Regions from separate parts of the Mus musculus genome. Here region 1 is linked to region 2. The links are chromatin contacts, called in public HiChIP or PLAC-seq maps. All regions are on one chromosome and are shown on one strand. The core of a region is the stretch at or near the end of the contact, and the rest is flanking DNA. Distances in the headings are between cores, read along the strand shown. Region 1 overlaps Atp11a (ATPase, class VI, type 11A). Region 2 overlaps Arhgef7 (Rho guanine nucleotide exchange factor (GEF7)).

The links. HiChIP or PLAC-seq counts read pairs in DNA pulled down with a chosen protein or histone mark.
Region 1: an H3K4me3 HiChIP or PLAC-seq map of bone marrow-derived macrophages shows a contact between it and region 2, with 5 times the contacts expected there. The contact joins two enhancer-like sites. A contact is called at or near these places in 7 of 39 promoter capture datasets (the 3T3-L1 cell line, cranial neural crest, hippocampal neurons and 3 more), 3 of 115 datasets of contacts at active chromatin or transcription factors (bone marrow-derived macrophages, embryonic forebrain and stem cell-derived neural progenitor cells) and 1 of 9 other capture datasets (embryonic stem cells).

Annotation. Positions count from the first base shown.
Region 1 is chr8:12,760,859-12,763,558 of GRCm38.p6, forward strand. All of the region lies in intron 1 of Atp11a (ATPase, class VI, type 11A), which reads left to right. Among named protein-coding and RNA genes, the nearest start is that of Atp11a, 5.2 kb to the left of the region's middle. Within about 2 kb of position 1,298, at least 15 of the 459 cell types and tissues checked have an H3K27ac peak or open chromatin away from gene starts, as enhancers often do. A contact at or near this core is called in bone marrow-derived macrophages, where this site is marked.
Region 2 is chr8:11,780,696-11,783,735 of GRCm38.p6, forward strand. Arhgef7 (Rho guanine nucleotide exchange factor (GEF7)) reads left to right here. Exons shown (of 22, transcript NM_001372321.1): 3 at 460-544; 4 at 1,830-1,960. Among named protein-coding and RNA genes, the nearest start is that of Arhgef7, 54 kb to the left of the region's middle. Within about 2 kb of position 1,511, at least 12 of the 459 cell types and tissues checked have an H3K27ac peak or open chromatin away from gene starts, as enhancers often do. A contact at or near this core is called in bone marrow-derived macrophages, where this site is marked.

The DNA.
Region 1 (2,700 bases), core at 48-2,547, 980 kb after region 2:
AGCCCCCAGAGTCCATATTCCCGGATACAAAGTGAAACCACTTAACCACCAAGGGCCTTCTGGTGTTTGAAGTAAGTGATTCCTTAGGCATAAAACCCCCAAGCTAATGGATGGTCCGTGTCCAACACAGTGGAAGCAGGCTATAGGATGAACTTGTAAAGTTTATACTTAACACATATTTAACAAGGCGGCAACTAGACAAGTTTGTCCAGCGCCTGCCTGCCTTCAGAGGCCGGTGTGTTGTGATTAGACATTTCTGAGCAATCATTCCAGCTGTATAGTTAGCCTTTAGGTTAAATGTTAAAGGTTGGATAAATCATGTTACTCCTTGCACCAAAGCTTACCCACTCGTGGAGCCCTACTGCACGTCTACTCATCAGGACAAGCAATCATCAGATGCTTTCATTCCATGCCGGAGCCTGGATTTAATAAGCCAGGGGAGAGAGGCTTGTACCATTACGGCCAGTTAGGTTTCCAGAAATGAGAACGCTGTCCTCAGTTTACAGTTAGCTGAGCTGGCATGACTGTTAACAGGCACGCGCTGTGCCTCCCTGCCTGGGGCCCTGCTGGAGGATGTGCTCCCAGCTGCACACACAAACTGCTGTGGGCGCCTGCGCCCTCTGCTTGACACCGACAGGCCGGGTGCGAGATTCCTACATCTCAGACTTACAAATGTTCTTTTAACCGAGTCAAACGCAGGTAAGAGTGCTATTTATTTGTAATACAAATCAATAGAAAGCCATTTTTACAGCACTGGAAATATGACAAGATTGAGTAGGTACTATTTTTGCCTGGCTGGGATGCTGATGGCCGAGGAGCTCAGGGTGGATGCAGAGTTCTAGAGGTTAGGCATCTGTCTCTTGGGTCCTCACTCACCTTTGTTTCTGCCTCCACCTGGGTGGGTACCTGGGGCTGCTGGTTAGCTTTTTCAGACTGTCTCCTGGTCTGTAAAGCAAGGACTGTAGGTGCTGCCCACTCCCAGGGGCCCACAGTGTTTAGGACACAGTCCCTCCATGTGGTTGATGCACCTTGAGTGGGGCACCTCATTTTGGACACCATGTGCTGTCCTGCTTCTCAGCAGACCTGCACTCCCTCTTCATGGGGCATCTGAAAACCTGCCTGGATGTTTGTAAAGGATGCAGACAGCATACCATATCCCTGTGCACAGTCCACAGCTCTGCTGTTTCTGTCCTGGCCTCCTCCCCGGTTTGGACAACAGTTCCCATTCTGATGGAGACCAGTTCTATAGTTTGTACTCTGGATCCCGCCCCAACCCTCTTCCTGTTTGGGTGACATCATCTACCCCATGGCGTATAGTCAGTCAGTGTCCTCATTGCTCATTCATGGCTTACCAAATGGAGCTGACCAGACTCTCCTCCCTCCCACCTTGTCTTATCCCACTCTCAGGGGTGGGGGAAGGTGTTCACCCCAGCATCTTCTTGACCTCGGTGATATCCCTCTCACCTGACTAAAGCATCTTCAAGTGGTCTACATACTCACACTTTATGTCAGAGATGGAGATCCCCATTTTGGGGTAGCCACTTCAGGATGGAGAAGCAAACTGAATACAAGCCAGGATTCCTGGTAGGACGTGATCGCCTTTTGACATCACAGATAACAGTTGAAAGAAGAAGATGTACTTTTAGCTTATGGTTTCAGACCATGAAAACAAGGTCCACTGGGCATCATTGTGGGATTACATGAAGATCAAAGGACTTGCTTCTTGGTAGGTGGCCAGGAAAGAAGTGAGAGAGGAGAGGAAGGAGAGAGACAGAAGTGGGGAGAGGAAATGAGCCAGAGATCGAACCAGGCATCCCAGAGACAAGGTATGTCTTTGTCTTTCCAGGGCACAATCCCAGTCACCTAGTTTTTCTAGTACCTTCCAGTGACCCCAGTATTTATGAATTCATTACTATGTTAATCTGTTGATCAGGTCAGAACCTTCATAGTCCAGTTGTCTGCCATGACTGACTGGCAGCTGGGGGTCACACCATGATAAGCCTTTTGCAGGGGGATGCTTTGTATTCAGACCATACCATTGGTCCAGCAGGTCCCATTGGGCAACATCCCGAGGGCTGAGGGACTGACTGAGTCTGAGCTGGGTAGTGTGTCCAGTGGAGAAAGGGGGCAGTGTGAAGGCTGTGGGGGCCTGAGCGTCTGATGCCTGGTGCCTGCCTTGTTGCTTGCCATCACCCTTAGGTGCCTTGTGAACTCTTCTCCCCTTGTTAGGACCCTGGCCCCAGCACTGAGGCCTCCTGTCTCTGTCACTCCCTTATCTTGGGAGGAGATAACCTCCCTGTGTGTGCCAGGGATCCTGTGCCCGTGTACAGCTGCTCTGTGACCTCTCTGCTGGCTGATGCTCACCTTCGTCTTAGCTGTGGTTGGAGGAAGCGCTGCAGGGCAGTTCTGAAGGGAGCATTCCCGGGCTCTGGAGCGGTTAACAAGTCTTTCAGTCTTGTTCAGCAGTATCGCAGATTCTAGATTCTCTTTCCTTAGTTCATTGCATACAATCCCAGGGATGTGGGACAGACTGGACTCTGAAGGCTTCTGGCCCTTCAAGCCGAGTTCCTAAGCTCTCTGCCTTCGTGCCTCCGATGATATCCTGTGCCTTCCCGGGCTCCTGCCCACCCCACTGACTACCCGACTGGGCTCTTGGGGCTTGATTCCAGTTTTCTTCTGTCATTTCATTGGATCTTAGGG
Region 2 (3,040 bases), core at 261-2,760:
TTGGCTGTCATCCTCTGTGCTTCCCTGTGTCTGCATGTCCTTGTGTGCAGTGGGGTGAATTTAGTTTACCTCCCTTCCATGCTGGAAGAGAGCATCCTTGGCATGTCCATGGGCTTTTATGGTCTAAGGAGAGAGGATTACAAGCTACCATGAGCCTTTCCTGGGTACCATTAACTGTTGGCTCCTGGCCCACATCCTGGCTTTCGCCTCACCTGGGTACTAAAGGGAGCCGAGTTAGGTTTGGTGCTCTTCCAAGGGCTTGATGCCCCATAAGGAGATCCTCACAAGGGACTTCCAATGGACTCCTTTCCCAGGGAGCCACTTGGAGGCTGTGCTGTCTCTTGGGTTTTTCAGACAATGCTGCTGACCATGTGAAACCACATATTGTCGGGAGTTTTGTTTATTCTGTGCTAGCATAAAACTCAGTACTAATTTTCTTGCTTTATTTTCTTCTTTCAGACTTTTGATGCAAATGATTTGTATCAGGGGCAGAACTTTAACAAGGTCCTCAGCTCCTTGGTGACACTAAATAAAGTGACAGCAGGTAAGACTCTTTAGGTGTCCTCCCATTGAGGATGTGAAGGCTCATGGCTTTGGTTTTCTGTCCTCAAGGTAAAATGAGCCTTTGTTCATTTGTTCATTTGGCATTTCACCTTCCGCTGATGGTGGTCTGTGAGTGCTGGGGCAGCACTTCCTGGTGCAGGGAGCCTTCACTCCTCAGCTGCCCTTTCCCTGAGCCCTGCATCTCCTGCCTCCTGACTTTACAGCAGGAGTGGGGGCTGTTGGTTCAGAACACTGGGCTGTGCCACTGCTGGGGTGTGGCTGTGTCTTCACTGGTACACGGTTAAGATTCAGAGCATGTGGTACTTTCACACTCCTTACCACTCACAATGTTGGTGTCTTAGTCAGGGTTTCTATTCCTGCACAAACATCATGACCAAGAAGCAAGTTGGGGAGGAAAGGGTTTATTCAGCTTACACTTCCATACTGCTGTTCATCACCAAGGAAGTCAGGACTGGAACTCAAGCAGGTCAGGAAGCAGGAGCTGATGCAGAGGCCATGGGGGGATGTGACTTACTGGCTTGCTTCCCCTGGCTTGCTCAGCCTGCTCTCTTATAGAACCCAGGACTACCAGCCCAGAGATGGTCCCACCCACAATGAGCCCTCCCTCCCCTTGACCACCAATTGAGTAAATGCCTTTCAGCTGGATCTCATGGAGGCATTTCCTCACCTGAAGCTTCTTTCTCTGTGATGACTCCAGCTGTGTCAAGTTGACACACAAAACCAGCCAGTACAGTTGGTTTCCAAGTCCCTTGTTTAGTGTGGCCTTGAGTCCCACAATGATTTTTGGTCAGCGGTGGGCTGTGCTGTGGTGCATGCCTGGGTAGCCTCTGCCAGCTACTTCTGTGTGTGCTGTCTTCAGACATGACTGGCTTATATGACATGTGGCTGTTCATCCCTGCCTCCACGGTGTGGCTTGTGTGGCGTGTGGTCTTGGAGAAGGGCATGTGTGCTGTGTGCTGGAGACTTAAGTGCCTGGCAGTTCCTCGTTGAGCAGTTCCTGTTGTTCCAGACATCTATAGACTGGCGTGAATGACATTAGAGAACCAGTAAGTCAGTCGTCTGCAGACTGCTCCTGGAGAGGTAATTGGGGGATGACCGCGTCATTTACGGAGCAGAAGAATCTGCTCTTTGTTAGTGTGAATGGCCTGCTTTGTTGTGGACTTCTGGTGTGTCCCTCCACACTGGCCCGGTTTTAGACCCAGTGTGTGTTGAAGGCACATGGTATCAGGCCTTCAGCACTTCTTGTGTGTGTTCCACCTTTTCAGACATTGGACTAGGAAGTGATTCTGTGTGTGCTCGGCCTTCGTCCCATCGGATAAAGTCTTTTGATTCCCTGGGATCCCAGTCTTCACACAGTAGGACTTCAAAATTGCTTCAGAGCCAGTACCGAAGCTTGGTAAGTAAGATGTTTTATTTTTTGATTCAAAGACATTTTGGGCACAAGGGTCTGCAAAAGTGCTTGGGAGGATCCGTGAGCCCATGCAGACGGGATGTGGGACACCTTGGGCTCCTGGCGTTGCTGGGTGGCTCCTGCTGTGTGTGGTGGCATGTGCTTTTCACTGGACTCCACAGATACTGAGCCAAGTGCTCTTGGACACTTGCTTATCTGGGTTTATCCTGAAGGCTGCAGCTGCTTCTCTAGAGAGGTGAATGCTTTGACATCCAGCCCTCAGGTAATCGCTCGCTGTGCACATGAATTTGAGAATAAACATCACCTTTATGCATAAACCTGGCTCCACAGAGAGAGCATGATTCAGGAGCCTGCTGCCAGGAGAACAGGGCAGGCCCCAGGTTGTGGGGCAGGCACTACAGTGAGGATGCACAGCACTCAGAGGCGCTCAGGGCTGTGTTCAGCTGTATCCTTACGCCTCTTTTTGTTTTTTACATCCCTCTGAAGCCACCCAAACTCAATCTCGTGAACTCCTTAAGATCCCATTAGCAGACCCCACAACTTCCTTTTTGAGTTACGTTAGAGCACATGGGAAACCGTGTCCTGTTAAGCCTTTGGAAGGACTTGCTCATTTGACTCATAGCAGGAGTGCTTCCAGTTTCTCTGAGACTCTTGGGGAATCGGGACTGCCATCCATCCCACTGGCTGGAAAGATTGCGTGGTGGGGGCACCTGCTAAGCCGTGCAACTCCCTTAGAGCAGAAGACTGAAGTCAGCTCTTTCTCTGCCTAAAGCCTGCTTCCTAAGCCTTCCTCAGTCAGCTCTGGCTGCCCTGGACTGAGAATGTGTGTGTGGGGGAGGAGGTTGCAGCCTCTGTCCTGGTGCTGTTGGGGGGATGGCAGCCCTTGTTCCCCAAGAGGAAATGTGAAACTTCTCAGAACAAGAAAACACACAATTGGCATAGTGAAAGGGACAACAGGTATTTCTTGCTCAGAATCTAAGTGTGGATTTCTGACACATTCCTCTTATGTTTTTAAAAGCCATTTTACTAGTGTGTAGGCGACTCTCAGCACGGGCTACATGCTCT